Linked DNA regions of Mus musculus: region 1 is linked to region 2. The links are chromatin contacts, called in public HiChIP or PLAC-seq maps. All regions are on one chromosome and are shown on one strand. Each heading gives the region's core, a stretch centred on a gene start, on an enhancer-like site or on the middle of the called end of the contact. The rest is flanking DNA. Distances are from core to core; before and after follow the strand shown.

Evidence for each region. HiChIP or PLAC-seq counts read pairs in DNA pulled down with a chosen protein or histone mark.
Region 1: a contact with region 2 is called in a FOXA1 HiChIP or PLAC-seq map of pancreatic cancer cells. The contact joins two enhancer-like sites. A contact is called at or near these places in 1 of 115 datasets of contacts at active chromatin or transcription factors (pancreatic cancer cells) and 1 of 9 other capture datasets (embryonic stem cells).

What each region holds. Positions count from the first base shown.
Region 1 is chr2:61,266,517-61,270,882 of GRCm38.p6, reverse strand. No RefSeq gene overlaps it. Among named protein-coding and RNA genes, the nearest start is that of Gm26422, 12 kb to the left of the region's middle. Within about 2 kb of position 2,967, at least 29 of the 459 cell types and tissues checked have an H3K27ac peak or open chromatin away from gene starts, as enhancers often do. A contact at or near this core is called in pancreatic cancer cells, where this site is marked.
Region 2 is chr2:60,625,904-60,630,018 of GRCm38.p6, reverse strand. Itgb6 (integrin beta 6) reads left to right here. Exons shown (of 15, transcript NM_021359.3): 9 at 1,550-1,684; 10 at 1,854-2,271. Among named protein-coding and RNA genes, the nearest start is that of Itgb6, 46 kb to the left of the region's middle. Within about 2 kb of position 2,353, at least 32 of the 459 cell types and tissues checked have an H3K27ac peak or open chromatin away from gene starts, as enhancers often do. A contact at or near this core is called in pancreatic cancer cells, where this site is marked.

The DNA.
Region 1 (4,366 bases), core at 1,718-4,217, 640 kb before region 2:
TCAAGAACCTGACCAAATATTTAGGTGACTACTCCGTGTGTGTGTGTGTGTGTGTGTGTGTGTGTGTGTGGTGTGTGTTTATGTGTATGTGTGTGTTATTGCTGACCTTCAGAGGCTTAATTTGTATATTCATATAAATCTGTTTTTCTTCTATATGCTGGTAGAGGATTTCTGCAAAGGAATTTAGTTATCTTGAGAATATAGTTATATAAAGAGTTTAATTAAATTGAATTTTAATGCTCTTGGTTATTTTTTTGTTTGTTTGTTTTTTGTTTTTTGTTTTTGGTTTTTTTTTTTTTTTTTTTTTTTTTTTTTTTTTTTTTTTTTTTTTTGCTGATGAGTAGAGATGGTTAGCTTTTCCTTTTAAAATTCATTAGTAGTTTTGGGAGATACAAACAAGGTTTAGAAACGTATTAGAGATGGTGGGTGTGTAAGGAGTTTCTCTGTACAAAGTATAATGAAACTGTTAGAAAACAGCACTGCCCATGCTGGAGTGTGAAACTGAAGCATCTTAAAAGGAGAGATGGAAACCAGAGAAAAAGGTCCTTTGCTGGGAAAGGACGTTGGAGTTTTCCATCAGTAAGGTCCAGTGCTAATTAGAAGCAATATCTCATACTAATTGAAGTCGTTTGCTTGAATACCTTGTGCTATGAACCTTCATTAAAACCTGATTCACATGTAGTCTAGTTCACCAGGAGAATGGGAGAATCTATGTCTTACTATCAAAAGGACTGGTGGGGAAAAGGGAAGGTCATATGTTTAAATATGATACTAGGGAGTGGAGCTTGAGATAACCAGGGTACGGCAGGCATTCAGATGATCAGTGGCTGCTGTGTTCTGTTTCTCTTAGTAGGTTCTCTATCATGTTCTGTGGCCATGGGGCCCACAAAAATAAATCCAGGACACATTGCAGGCACTGGAGGGAGACTGCCTCTGCCTCAGAGCTATCTACAGTACAAGGAATGGCTGAGAAAGTAAGAGCACAGAGCCTATCACAGAATGATGTGATAAGTACTGTAATGTAGAGACAGGCCAGATGCCTAGAAAGAAGCAAGCGTGGAAGAGATGCCAGCATATGTTGACAAGAGAGTTCTTGAGCTGTGCCTTGAGGGCATTTGGCCAGAGAGAAAGAAGAAAGACAGAGTCCGAGGATGATGGACCAATATCCACAAAAGCCCATAGTGCTGAGAAGCAAATTCAGAGGACAGTGTGACCTGTTTAGGATGGTTTTCAGAGGGAAATTGGAAGAGAAATAATCATCAAACGTCAAAGGCATGTGGCAGTAAGAATTTTAACTCACAGGAAGCCAGAGATTTCTTGTCACTCATACAGACTCAGTTGTTGACTCATCAACTGAGACAGTCACTGAGTTATCTCTTTGAAAGAAAGGAGGAGGCCTAAGGGAGATTGAAGGAGGGGGATAGCAAAAATGTGAGAGTTAGTGGATAAGGATGTAATGCAATAAAAAATAAATACCTCTACCCTCAGATGCACTGTGTGTCAAGGCAAGCTGAAGATGTGTTCTGGGTGAGACACAGGAACACATCACAGCTGTGGTTATTTGCATAAGGTCTACACAAGATTGGGCCTGTCGGCAGCACTTGAATCTGGGAAGGGCCTCCTTTGAAGAGCTATTGGCAGTTACCAGTTGGTGGGAGAAAGCGTGCCATTTTCTTCTGTGGTATAGTTGACCGAGATCCAGTCAAAAACCTCTTACCCATACTCACGTGAGAAACCCTAGTGAAGTTCAGCTGGTCACATGCAAAAGGAAGATGAGAGGGTGAGGGGGACTTCTGGGGAAGAAGGGTTTTAAGGAAAGAGGTAAGATGTGGGAGGGAGGGGAGAGAAGGGGATGAAGGGTAACTATAACTGAAATTCCTTATGTCCATGTATGAAACTATCTAACAAAAGATAAAAGAATAAAAAGGAAGAGAGGAAAGGAGGGCTGTCTTTAGTGGTTGGAAAAACAGGTTAAACACACTCTGGCAGCTCCAAACCCAACTCTTACTTTCCAGCTCTCACCTTGTTACTACTCCTTGCTCACAGTCTTAAAGCCTTTGCTACAGTTGTTCCTAGAACAGCAACACATGCTAACTGACTCTGAAGGTTCTAGTTCAGTGGTTCTCAACATCCCCCTTTCATACCGTTCCTTCTGTTGTAGTGACCCCAACCATAGTGTTACTTTGTTCCTACTTCATAACTGTAATTTTGTTATTGTTATGAGTCATAATGTAAGTATCTGATAGGCAGGATATCTGATAGGTGACCCCCAAAGCGGTCAAGCTCTATAGGTTGAAAATTGCTGCTCTAATTTATCATTTTAATTCATACATTTTAGCCAGATATCATTCAGATAAAAATTTTACTGCAGGGAAAAAACAATTCCATGGGCATGACTTGTTCTGGAACCTTCTTTTTCCTTCAACCCCTATTTGCATCATCACCATCATAATTTTATGTTTAAAAAATAATAGTATTACAGACACACAAAAGTTGGACTACAGCGCTGTAGAGAGATATTCTGAGTGCAGAATGAACATTTTAACCACTGTGATCACCCTTAACAGTGATACTTAAAAAGACAGAATTGTTCATTTGTCAAGGTTATTTTAAGGATGAAAATTCTCATATAAATACATTTGGTATACAGGATGCAAAATTATCTTTCTGAAGCATAAAAATGAAAAAAGGTTAGTGTTACAAATAGTTCTTTGCTTTTCAGCTACACAGGGTGCTGATTGATTTACATAGTTGTTGCAATTAATACCTTTGAAAAAAATGTTTCCAAGAGACAGGGCATGTTAGTCTGCTTTTTGTTGCTATGACAAAAATGATTTGAAAATCAACCCTCAGAATGCCTGTAAAAACCAAAGTGGAAACAGGCTCCCTGTTTCAGAGATTTTACTCCATGGCTCTGTGGTCCCCATCTCTGTGGACACGAGACAAGGCTGAACCTCATGATTGAGAATGAGTAATAGAAGCTCAAGTGCCTACCTTGTGACTCATGGTGACCAGAAAGGAGAGATGGGGAGAGAGAGAGAAAATGGGGTAAACTTCTAGAGTAAGATTCCAGGAACACACTTTGTTTAAGTAAGTAACAGGCCTCAGAATCCAATGGCACCAAATTATAAGCCCATCGATGGATGAACACACTGACCAGGTCAGAGGCCTCACGATCCAGACACCACCATAAAGGCTTACGAGCTGGCAACCGAGCCTTGAGCATATGGCCTGTGAGTGATCATTTGGAACTAAACTACTATAGTGGACAAACACAAAATGTCCTTGTTTGTATCAGGTTTGATTACAAATGACCGATGCCCACAAATAGTGGTTGAAACAAAGAAAAGTTGATTTTTTTTCTTTACAAAGAATTCTAAATGTAGGTATCACCTGAGAAATGAGTATAGCCACCAAGGTCCTGTTTTGTTTTCATTTTGTTTTTAGCTGTATTGGCTTTAGCTATCATATCTGCTTCTGAGCTCTAAGATGAGAAACTGTAGGGCCAGGGAAAGGAGTCAGGGAATAAAGGGTGTACTGCTCAAGCGTTGGGATCCAAGCTCAGATCCCAAGTACCCATGTAAAGGCTGCGTAGAGTGTCTACATCCCTAGTGACTATACAGGCAGGTACCTGACACTTGCTAACCACCCACTCTATTTAATTGGTATGCTCTGGGCTCAATGACAACTGACTCAATAATAAGATGAAATGAAATGGAGGAAGATACACAATGTTGATCTCTGGCCTCTACCTACATGTGTAGGTACCACTCACAACACACACACAAATATAGTTGAAACAAAAGCAAAACCCCAAGATATATAGTTGGTATTAAAGGAATAATCAGGGTTAGGACAGGTGAATAGAGAGCTGGAGAGACCGGTGGATTAACAAAGCTAAGGCTATCGGAAAAGGCTTTATAGAAACCCACTAAGTAGTAAGCTAATTTCAGAATACAATTTTTTCAAAAATTTGAATGTCTTTCTGTCTTGTATAGGTGGACCATCCTGTTCTTTGATGACGTTGATTACTAGACAAAAATCAAAGAGCCAGAAATGGGATATCTTGCTATGAATTATTGGTCAGGGGGCCTAGAAATCTCTTGAACAACAGAGCCTACTGCCAGTACTTTTCACTATGCACTGTAGCTACACATTAAGAGCTCATTGCTGAAGACACCATTCACTTTGAATGCAGAACATAGAGAAATCACGGTGAATACGTCAATAACTTCCTCTCTCCTGGCCAACTTTCTTGGTGCCAGATATACCATGCAGCTTTCTAGAGGAGAACAGATATTAACAGGTTTACCCAGTGCTGGATTCTGCATACTATATAACTGACCTGACAGGCTTGGTGTGTCTA
Region 2 (4,115 bases), core at 1,104-3,603:
AATAAAATAGGCATGAACTCAAAACTTTTTGTATGAATTGAAATATAACTCGACTTATGATATTTAAGTACTTTATTAGGTTTTATTGTTTGACATTTTTGTTTTGTTTCCTTATATATGTTATAAGTAACTGAGGAATAGAAAAAGCAAGATGAGAACCTCTCAGAATAGAAATTCAGTCTTATCCAAGATCTGACTTGACAGTCAAGGCATAATAATTCCCCCAAATAACTTTAAGGTACAACTCTCCCACACACCATACTTTAACACCTCTAAGATTTGGGGGGTCTGGAGGTATAACTCATTGGTGAGTGTTGGGGTGGCATTATGCAGGACCTATGTTTGATTCCCATCCATCCTGGTAAGAGAACAAATAGAGGTCCATTTTGTAATTAGTGAGGTCTTTACAGCCATTACGTGTCAGGTGGCAAAGAGAGTATCATCTTCATCACAATCGCGATGATTGCTATTTCAAATCATCACATTCGCTTTTGCTACTTAAAATGTTAAGTGTAGTAGCTATTGTAAGATATGCTTATAATTTTTGAACTATGACTCAATATTGAAATGAACAGTTATTATAGATGCAGAAATGGACCCAACAAAGCGGCAGAATGTAAATTTGCTATCAGTGAAGTAAATGTTCATTGCTAGGGATAGATGAGAGCCTGCTCCCCTCTGAGAGCAGCATGGGGGCTCTCTGAGAACCAAGACACATCGATGCGTACAAGTGAAGGGTACCATTATCATATCTGTACATTGTTACATATGCACCACTGGTACATAAGCAAAAGCACTGTCTTTATGATGCCAAGCTATGCAACCCAGGTCAGGAGAACTTGCTGAATCCTTCAGAGTGCATGAAACAACTTGCAGGCAATAATTGGCTCCTGACTGTCCCATGCTGTGCAAAAACACCTTCAGAAATATTGTCATAGCTTACTTATCATGAGATAGTATATCTCAACATTGACAATGTCTGAGGAATACACACATACACACACACACACACACACACACTGTATATATCTATATCTATATATCTAGATATATATATACACACATACAGTATATATCACATATATAATATATATCACAGTCCTGCTTGATTGATGAAATGATGAATTTTTATGTTCAATTTAGCTTTATGAATTTATAGTTGTTTATTTTGTTCTCGTATGCGTATATCACGTGAACATGCACGAGCACACTCACATACACCTAAGCATGCATATGGGTGTTGGTTCTCACCTTTCACCTTGTTTAAGATAGGGAGTCTCTTATTTCTTGTTAATTCGCTGCTACGTATGCCAGAAAGCAAGCCAGGCTTCTCTTGTCTCTGCCTGGCAGCACATCATAGGTTGGAGAGTACAGACTTAAGTCCTGGGATCCTCTTTACATGGGTCCTGAGAATTAGAACTCAGGCCCTCCTTCCACAGCAAGAGTTTTACGCACTAAATCATCTCCCTAGCATCAAGCAGTTTCTTCTTCTGGCTGGATTTCCTTTTTACTTATGATTTCCCTTAACCCTTTCTTGTCTACACTAAAGGAACTGCGGTCTGAGGTGGAACTGGAAGTGTTAGGGGACACAGAAGGACTCAACCTGTCTTTCACAGCTCTCTGTAACAATGGTGTCCTCTTCCCACACCAAAAGAAATGCTCCCACATGAAAGTTGGAGACACAGTAAGTAGATCCCTGGTAGATCTTTAGAAACAACAATTTGATGGGTTGCAGGCTAGCTAGCTCAGCTTGCTGAAGCTGGGTTTCTTGGAGAAGCCAGTCTCACCAGCTTTATCTCAAATCCTGCAGGTTGCTGGATAGAGGAAGCAATAACCAGCATTTTCTTTACCAGGCATCCTTCAATGTGACTGTGAGCGTATCCAACTGTGAGAAAAGAAGCAGGAACCTCATCATAAAGCCAGTGGGGCTGGGGGACACCCTAGAAATACTCGTCAGTGCAGAATGTGACTGCGACTGCCAGAGAGAAATAGAAACTAACAGCTCTAAGTGTCACAATGGGAATGGCTCCTTCCAGTGTGGGGTGTGTACCTGCAACCCCGGCCACATGGGTCCTCACTGCGAGTGTGGTGAGGATATGGTGAGCACGGATTCCTGCAAGGAGTCCCCGGGTCACCCTTCATGCAGTGGAAGGGGTGACTGCTATTGTGGGCAGTGCATCTGCCACTTATCGCCGTACGGAAGCATCTACGGACCTTACTGCCAGTGTGACAACTTCTCCTGTCTGAGACACAAAGGCCTTCTCTGTGGAGGTAGGTGATGGGCTCCTACGGGCTTCCTGCCTCTTGTGTGGCAGCTGTTTGGGGACTTTGGTCTTTCATTTCTTCTTCACATTCCTGGGCTCAGCAGTTGTTCTGTAAATATTTTCTGGTGGCTTCAGCGGGTGACTCATTAGAACTGGGATAACTGGACAGTCTCCTGCATTTGTTGCCGTTTCTAACATTCCCGTGGAGTCAGAGCTCTGTCCACTGAACTTACATTTACATTATATTTAAATATCACTATTCCCTCAAGTTAAGCAGATAAAAGTTGAAATGTTGCCTCTCTACTTGCCACCGGGATACCACAAAACTGCTTATGATCTGAATTTCATTGTCTGTCAGACCTTTTCTAAATTAAGTTGCTGGGTCTGACCTGATTCTTATATCTTTTATGTTGGAAAAAATAAGCTAATAGAGACTGCCAAGGGAACAGAATCAAGGAGAAGACACATAGATACTGAGTAGATTTGAGATTCTCTCCCTCTCCCTCTCCCTCTCCCTCTCCCTCTCCCTCTCCCTCTCCCTCTCCCTCTCCCTCTCCCTCTCCCTCTCCCTCTCCCTCTCCCTCTCCCTCTCCCTCTCCCTCTCCCTCTCCCTCTCCCTCTCCCTCTCCCTCTCCCTCTCCCTCTCCCTCTCCCTCTCCCTCTCTCTCTCTCCCTTTCCTCCCCTCCCCTCCCTTCCCTCCTTAGATTCATAGTCTTCCTGTCTCAGTCTCCCAGGTGTTTATAGTCCAGATGATTACGTCATACTTAGCCACTTACTAACTGCCTACTAATCTAGTATATTCGGTACCAGGTCAAGTGATGCTAGGCAAGAACACATGTGAGGAAAGGCCTATGAAAAGAATGAAAGTAGAAAATAGCTTGGGATTTCTTTAAAGTTTCAAGGAAAGTTTTAAATGTACATATTAATATTTTAATAGATGCTTTTGTACATATAAAAACAATATACCTTAAGAATATACTGCAGAAGCCAAGTGCGGTGGCGCGTTTCTTTAGTCTGAGTACTTGGAGGCAGAGGTAACCAGACCTCTGAGTTCCAGTCCAGACTGTGAGTTTTAGACCAGACAGTTCTACATAGTAAGACCCACATTTTCCTCTCTCAAAAATGAACAAAACAAAAATAAAAAACAAATGAAGAGAATATATTTCAGATGCTAGGAAGGTGGTTTTGTGGTTAACATGCTGTTCTTGGAAGGATCTGAATCTGGCTCCAGCGCTCTTGATACCTTTTATCATCTATATCGCCTATTCCATGGGCTCCTCTGACCATCATGGGCTCCAGAACACAAGTGGCATTCACTGATACAGACAAATACACATAAATAAAAATAATAGCATAAAGTCTTAAGAGCTAAAGAGATGGCTTACTGGCTAAGACCACATGCTACTCCTCCAGAGGCTCTTAGTTCAGTTCCTAGCATCATTTCAGCATCAACTGCCTGTAACTCCAGCTGCAGAGGATCAGAGCCTATGCTGGTACCTGCACTTGTGTGCATAATCACATATGTACAAATAACGAAAATAGTTTAAAAGTAAATCTTTTAAGGGGGGAGAATATGCTATGTTAAACATTATTCTGATGCATGTATTTAATTATAACCTATTCCAACAGGAAAGACAAATATTAACACAGTTTAAAATGGTATAAACATGGTCTGCAAGTGAAGTGTTAACTGGCTGTGGACTAAGCCCAGACACCCTACTTATCACAGGATGAAAGCAGACATCTCATCAAAACACAGTGGCGTTATCTTTACAGAAAACTAAGCAAGTCATGTTTCCAAACCACAGTGTCAGAAACGTAGAAAAGAGAACCATTTCCCCAGTGAGGGA